Regions from separate parts of the Triticum aestivum genome. Here region 2 is linked to region 1. The links are chromatin contacts, called in public Hi-C maps. All regions are on one chromosome and are shown on one strand. The core of a region is the stretch at or near the end of the contact, and the rest is flanking DNA. Distances in the headings are between cores, read along the strand shown.

Region 1 (3,703 bases), core at 1,140-3,639:
TGTTGTCATGGAACACTTCTACGACAACACAAGTATAACTATCTTGATTCTATCATAAAATTGTCATGGATATACATACATGATAAAATACGTGACCTACTATGACAAACATGTATTATCACGAAATTAATTTTTTTTAGTGCTACATGGGCCATGACCCGTCTAGCTTTGCAGCACCTGCTCCAATTACAGCCGGCCCATGGGCTGAGGAAATCTCAGTTTCTTGCAGTTTGGCCTGCCCAACCCGCCCAAGTAATTTGCTGCAAGCTCCGCCACTGGTTTTCAGCCAGGATGATGTTCACCTCAGCACGTGAGGAAAACCGTGTTAAGGAAGCATTCGGGATACTTCCGTTTTGTGCGGTACGAAAGATCTAAGATGAAAAATGAGCTTTTGCAAAGCTCATTTTCTCTTTAGAAAGACAGTAACGTTACCAAGAAAAGCTAAAACTAACTCTGTTGCCACCGTAGGATACATGCATGCCGTGCGACCCAGCTAAAAGCGTCGCACGTTTACAATCGCCGCCGTACACGTAAAGAAGAAGAAGAAGAAGAGAAAAACCATGGACATGACGCTTATCCCTTATCCCCCGCGGATGAACCGGCATGGGCTAGACGGCATCCATCCATCCATCCTCCGCGACGCCAACGGCGCCCGGGCCAGCCAGCACGGCCGGTTCCTGCGTGCCACCGCCGGTTTAATTTACTTGAACCGGGGGCCAAGGCCGGTGCATGGCACGCACGCACGCACGCACGGCACGCAAGACGCAGCGCAACAAAAGCGGTTCGGGCCGAGCGACCGCCACCGCCGTTGGTTTAGCTAACTTGAACCGGGGGCCAAGCACCTCACGAACTCCCGCCCAGCGCGCGCGCGCGCGGCTGCATGGGGGTGTGCATGGCCGCATGCACGGCACGGGGTGGTGACAAGAAATCTTGTTGTGGCCGGGACGCTTCCCCGGTAAATCCAAACGGCTCGCGTCCGTTCCCACGGTAGAGGTACAAAAAACGTTCGGTTTGAGTGGCGGACAAGCCCAAAGCCTGCTCGGCGCTTCTCGGCTCCGCCCATGGCCGCAGGTGGGGGCGGTGATATGCTCGAGCTGCCTTTCCACGCACTATACATGTCAAGAACAAAACTGACGCCTATCCCCCCCGGAGAAGATCGATCGAGATAAGATTGGTGATGCAAAACTACGGACGAAAATCGGTAGGCGTAACTTATCGTCTGGGGAAAAAGAATATGAGTACAAAGAAGAACTAGCTGGAAGCCATTTTACAACGGGATTCCGCTCGTTAATGCAAATATGTGCATGACAATGCAGTATTTTCTGGGTTGGGGGTAGGGGAGGGGGGCATAAGAATATAGCCATGACAGGGTGAGAAATGAGAAAATGTTGAGTGGGAGCCTGAGCGATTTTTTTCCTCTCCTATATGAAATAGTGTATTAACTTCTATATAGGGAAAATGAAATTCAGTCGTGTGTAAACAGTGTTTTGCTATTTGAATTGTTCCACGCATGCCACATTTGAGTTCGAAAGCCATGACTGTTGCATTTACTCCAAAAATGGCATAAGCATTGCAAGCCTATATAAGTTGATAGAACTATTATTAGTTCACATGCTTAATTTTTACCACCGGGAATACATATGCAAACTACACAAAACAATGGCATGGAGTTTCTGCTCCCGAACTCAAATGTGCCATTATAAATAGTTTTAAAAAACCAGAATTAAACATTGTTGAATTATCTACATACGAGCAAAATTCATGATGAAAAACATTGCTAGTGCTCGGGGTGAAAAAAATTGATGCTCCAAAAAGATTATTTTTTAGAATGGTTTGGAGCATTGATTTATTTTCCTTCGTCTAGAGCATTAGGAATGATTTGTATTAAAAAATCACGTGCATAGAACATTCAATAATGTTTGTTGCAAAAACTATTCAGAATTCTTTTGTTTTATTTACTGTTTTTTTAATGTTCATGGCAGGTGCATTTGGACTAGGGAGCAGAAGAACACTTTCGGCAAACACACAAGCTAAACTTATTGATGCTAGTCATAGATAAAACCTTACATAAGGTTTAGCGGTAATCCAAGGACTCACCTTTGGTAATGACATTGCCTTCTTTGTCCTCTTTCGCGTGTGTTTACCGATTCGGTAATAACCACAAAACGAGCTTTCTCGAAGAAAAAAAGGGAATTACAATACACCTTCCGAGAAAAGAAGAAAAAAAACACTACAATCACGCATAAGTAGTCGGGTCGCTCTCTCTGGGCGACTCGAGCAATGCCCCTAACTTTAGTCGCCACCGACCCTCCTTTCACTACCAACTCTCCTGCTCGGCGCCGTCTGAGGTCGCCGCCGGGAAAGCCCACGCAACAACCAAGGACGGCGGCGACGAGGCATCATCGCATGGCTTCGATTTTTGGTTGCTGGGTGCGTTAGGTCTAGTTGGCCATGGACACCATGGTGAATGTGTTGCGGCCTCTGCTGGTGGCAACAATGGCGGGCATGGCTTCCGGCAGTGTATCATGGTGCTTCCGGCATCAGAGGTGGCACTTTTCCGGCTGTCTGTGCCTCTGTAATCCTTTGGCTGGAGTGTTGGTGGTCTGTGGCCTCTCAACACAACATGAATCTGGTATTCTGCCTCGACCAGATCTGGATGTTTTTCTTATCGCCTCGTTCTCCTTGGGGTAGCCGGGGCTGGTTATTTTTTGTCCCCCTTCGGTCATCGGTATCCAGCTCCATATTTCCAAGGTTGAACTGATCCCTCCCATGGACCCCCCCTCCCTCGACCATCCTCGACCAGATCTGGATGTTATCCTTATCGCCTGTTCTCCTTGGGGTGGTCAGGGCTGGTTATTTTTTATCCCCCTCCGGTCATCGGTATCCACCTCCATATTTCTGAGGTTGAACCGATCCCTCCCGTAGACCCCCCCTCGACCATCCTTGACTAGATCTGGATGTTTTCCTTATCGCCTCGTTCTCCTTGGGGTGGTCGGGGACGGTTATTTTTGTCATCCTGGACCTATGTTGTCCCCCTCCGGTCATCGGTATCCACCTCCATATTTCTGAGGTTGAACTGATCCCTCCCATGCCCCCCCCCCCTCAACCATCCTCGACCAGATCTTGATGTTTTCCTTATCGCCTCGTTCTCCTTGGGGTGGTCAGGGCTGGTTATTTTTTGTCATCCTGGACCTATGTTGTCCCCCTCCAGTCATCGGTATCCACCTCCATATTTCTGAGGTTGAACTGATCCCTCCCATGCCCCCCCCCCTCAACCATCCTCGACCAGATATGGATGTTTTCCTTATCGCCTCGTTCTCCTTGGGGTGGTCAGGGCTGGGTTTTTTTGTCATCCTGGACCTATGTTGTCCCCCTCCGATCATCGGTATCCACCTCCATATTTCTGAGATTGAACTGATCCCTCCCATGACCCCCCCCCCTCAACCATCCTTGAACAGATCTGGATGTTTTCCTTATCACCTCATTCTCCTTGGGGTGGCCGGGGACGGTTACTTTTTGTCATCATGGACCTATGTTGTCCCCCGCCGATCATCGGTATCCACCCTCCATATTTTGAGGTTGAACTGATCCCTCCATGGACCCCCCCTCCCCCTTCCCCTATCTCTGGTCGGCAGGGTGGTGCCTGATTCGGTAGTGCAAGATTGTTTGGGTGTGCAGCGTTTCCACAGTCATATTCCACCAA
Region 2 (3,599 bases), core at 160-2,659, 240 kb before region 1:
CGGTGGCTCTGGTGGAGAATCCGACGGCTCGAGCACCACATCGCCTTGAGGCGGTCCCTGCTCAAGCAAGGCGGTGTCGGTAGCGGCGGATCTTCTTCCTGAGCGCCCGTCGCCCGTCGACGCAGCACCGACGATGTCGCCGACCTGTCCCGCCTGGCGCGAAGCTCCGACTGCTCCACCCCCGTCCATTAGCTATGCCAACAACCACCACCATCTGTTCCGGAAGTGGTACCCGACCACTACTGGGTCCGCGTGACCGCGCTAGCGCCAGCGCACACGAGGATGCCCGAGTTCGAGGCACGAGCAGCCCGCCGCGAGCGGCAGCGCACGGCGGAGAGGGCGGCAGCAGGGGAAGCGTCAACCGCACGACGGTCGATCCCGATGCCGCGCTCCTCGCGTCGGTCCTGCGCCGCTCTTTCACAACGACGGAGACGAATGCGCGGCGCCTCTGCCGCAAGAATGCCAAGGCACTCCGACTCGCCATCGAGTTGTCGGAGCGCAAGGCAAGCAAGGAGGTGAAAGCAATGACGACGCACCACCGCACGCCAACGCCTACACGGAGGAGGGCCACAACCGCATCGACGACTGGAAGGGGAAGGGGCCGACAAGGAAATGGTGGTTTCCTCTGCCCTTCCCTATTGTGTTTATATTTTAACTATGTTTTTAGTAGTTTATATTTTGTTGATTGTCTTTTTATGTAGCGTTGCATGGGTTGTATAGTTTTTAGGTTTCGGATATGAGGGGCGAGGGTGTGGAAGCCAACAAATGAGACGTGTGCGCGGACGCGACCGGACGTGTCTACGGACGATTGAGGGCATGGATTTGCTATCTCTGGATGTAGATGCTCTTAGGGTCGGCTCTGACTGGACAGTCAGGCGTCTATGTGATGGATGTTCGGACACGTGTAAACCTATGTTTGTCTTCGGTTTGTGAAATTTTAGTCGGTCGAACAGGTTTGTTGTCCGCAGATGTTTGATTCACGACATTGGATGGTTAAAATAGTCCATATCCCATTGTCATGATATTTCGTCGTGTTTTGATGCACAAGGAAAAAATGCCTTAACTCCACATGTCCTCGGAGATGGAACAAGATCCACAATCAAATATTTTTTTGTCTGAAAATATTTGTCAGAGAAATGGATGTATCTAAATATATTTTAGTTTTAGATACAATTGCCTTTATCCATTTATCCAACAAATATTTCAATATGAAGCGAATACTTTTTATTTGCGCCTCGTGTCCCCACTGAGTACCCCGTCACCGCGAGGCCGGCCGACCGCTCGTGTGGCCGTCTCCCGTCCTGTCTGACAGCACGTGAGCACGCGAGACGTGGTGTGAGCGTGGACGTCCGAGACAGAATGCGCTGAACAGATGGACGGCTACGATGGACAAACTGTTGCTTTTGGAGACGGGATCTCTGTGTGGACCGGTTGGTCGCGGAGATACGTTGTACGTGGACCTAAAGTAGGACGCCTACGTCTACGCGGGATGGATCCATCGAGCCGTTGTTTCCTGTTTGGTACCCACGTGCGGTCATGTGTCTGGACGGTTTGCCGACTCCTTCTCCGCCACATGCGATGATTAATTATGCAAATGAAGGGGCCCGTGATGCAACCACGTAAGCAGCACCCATGCTACGCCAGATCTTTTGTTTAAGTGTTTTACGGGGCTCATTATCTACTCCTCATTTCTAAATATAAGTTTTTTTTAGATCTCAATACGGCTACATACAGATGTACAACATAGTTTAGAGTGTTCATTTTGCTTCGTATATATTGTAATCTCTAAAGACTTATGTTTTCAAACGGAGTGAGTATTAGTGGGTCGATAGTGCATGCATAATAAAACATGAATAACTTTTTTTGTTGGAATGCATGGGTATTTTATGCTTTGATCGGTTAAAGGAGCGGTTTATCTCAAACGACACTTTTGACATGATGCGCGCGAAACCTATTTCCTCCATCTTGCTCTCTTCCGTGCACGTACGTTCCAACTCTTTAGGTGCGTCGGTCGTCAGCCCAATCCTTCCGTGTTTTACTTTTACCGGTCACGAGTCACAGCGTCCAGTCAAATGCTAGCCAGTGTCAAGACGAAGACAGGAGCTAGACGCCCCACCCGCATCCGTGCGCTTTTGGGTGCACTTTCCTTCTCCTTTTTCCGCCGAGGTGTACAGATAATTCTGCCAACTCAGCCGGCTCATCACACGTCGTTGTCAGCTGGTGTGCGCTGCAGCCTCACCCTCCATGACAGCGAGTGAGGTCGCAACCATGCGGATGCCATGCGGGCTGCTCCTAGTCGGAGGGTCTCCTCGCCGCCGGGAACCCCTAGAATTTCCACCAACCACCCACAGAGTGAGTTGCTGCATCTTAATTCTTAATCAGCGTTTGTCTCTGACTGCCTGAGCCAGTGAGCAAGCACGCACGTGCATCATCATTTAATGCATGCCAAATACATCTTCTTCGTACTCCCTTCGTTTCAAAATATAGTGTTTCCTCTATTCCCGTGCTTCAACTTTGATCATAAATTTAATCAACAAGACCGACTGCGGCGGGAGCAAAAGTTATACCAGTGAATTTGTATTCAAAAGAAGTTTTCAATTATATAATTTTTTTCTCCCGCCGCAGTCGGTCTCGTTGGTTAAATTTATAGTAAAAATTGGACATCGGGAAGCGCGGGCGCACTATATTTTAGAATAAAAAGAGTATGAAATTACTTGTCCCGGAAATAAATAAAAATGAATACATCTAAAACTAAAATACATCTAAGATACATCAATTTCTTTGTCAAGTAATTGTGGATGGAGAGAGTAGACACTTGCAAGTTGCAACACATCGCTGATCATTTGTACTGTACATACGTGATCACTGGGTACTGTGTATATATAATACTCCCTCCGTTCCAAAATAGATAGCCCAACTTTATACTAACTTTATATTAAAGTTAGTGCAAAATTGAATTATTTATTTTGGAACGAAGGGAGTACGTGGCTTGTCCTAGTAGCGTCCAACTTGGATTTTCACAAAAAAAAAAAAACAGCTCAACTTGTAGCAGCAGTAGCAGCAGCATTTATACGTGACCGATCGATACAACCCATTGATGCTAGATTCGCTAGGCGAAGCATCCATCACATCCTGCCCCAACTTAATCGCGACACGGACGGCATCCATCCGTCGGTCTCAACGTGAGCTGGAAAAAAAGAGAGAAAATACATAAAGAACGACCGGCCGGAGGTTCCGTCCTCCTTCCCGCAGATGGTGCACGTCGCCGTCGACCCCCCGCCGCAGCTCCGCCGTGACACCTCGTTCTGTCGCGCGCTTTTGCGTCCTTTCTGCCTTCCCGTCCCGTCGCGCGCATATGCGCCGGCGACACGCCAGGCTAGGCTACGTACGGGGGTCTTGGATTCGCCTACGCGGTCGCGGTCATGCCAGGCCCGCCAACACAAGATACGGGCATCAGGGCGTGCTAGTGAGTAGTGTCGCTAGCGGCTTTGTGGTGAAATGGAACGTCGAAATTAGAAGATCATGGGATGGGATGGAAAGTAAATATGCTTTGCTTCTTTTCTTTTCTTTTTGGCGGGAAAATATGCTTGCTTTGCATC

Evidence for each region. Hi-C and Micro-C count contacts between places; a contact is called where the count stands out from the background.
Region 2: a Hi-C map of leaf shows a contact between it and region 1, with 4 times the contacts expected there. The contact joins the enhancer-like site here to the promoter of LOC123150150 in region 1. A contact is called at or near these places in 2 of 5 Hi-C or Micro-C datasets (both in leaf) and 1 of 1 datasets of contacts at active chromatin or transcription factors (leaf).

The regions. Positions count from the first base shown.
Region 1 is chr7A:182,175,025-182,178,727 of IWGSC CS RefSeq v2.1, reverse strand. It overlaps LOC123150150 (phosphatidylinositol 4-kinase gamma 5), which reads left to right and starts at 2,389. Exons shown (of 2, transcript XM_044569955.1): 1 at 2,389-2,632. The coding sequence starts at 2,452.
Region 2 is chr7A:182,410,906-182,414,504 of IWGSC CS RefSeq v2.1, reverse strand. No RefSeq gene overlaps it. Among protein-coding and RNA genes, the nearest start is that of LOC123150150, 240 kb to the right of the region's middle. Within about 2 kb of position 1,409, at least 4 of the 8 cell types and tissues checked have an H3K27ac peak or open chromatin away from gene starts, as enhancers often do. A contact at or near this core is called in leaf, where this site is marked.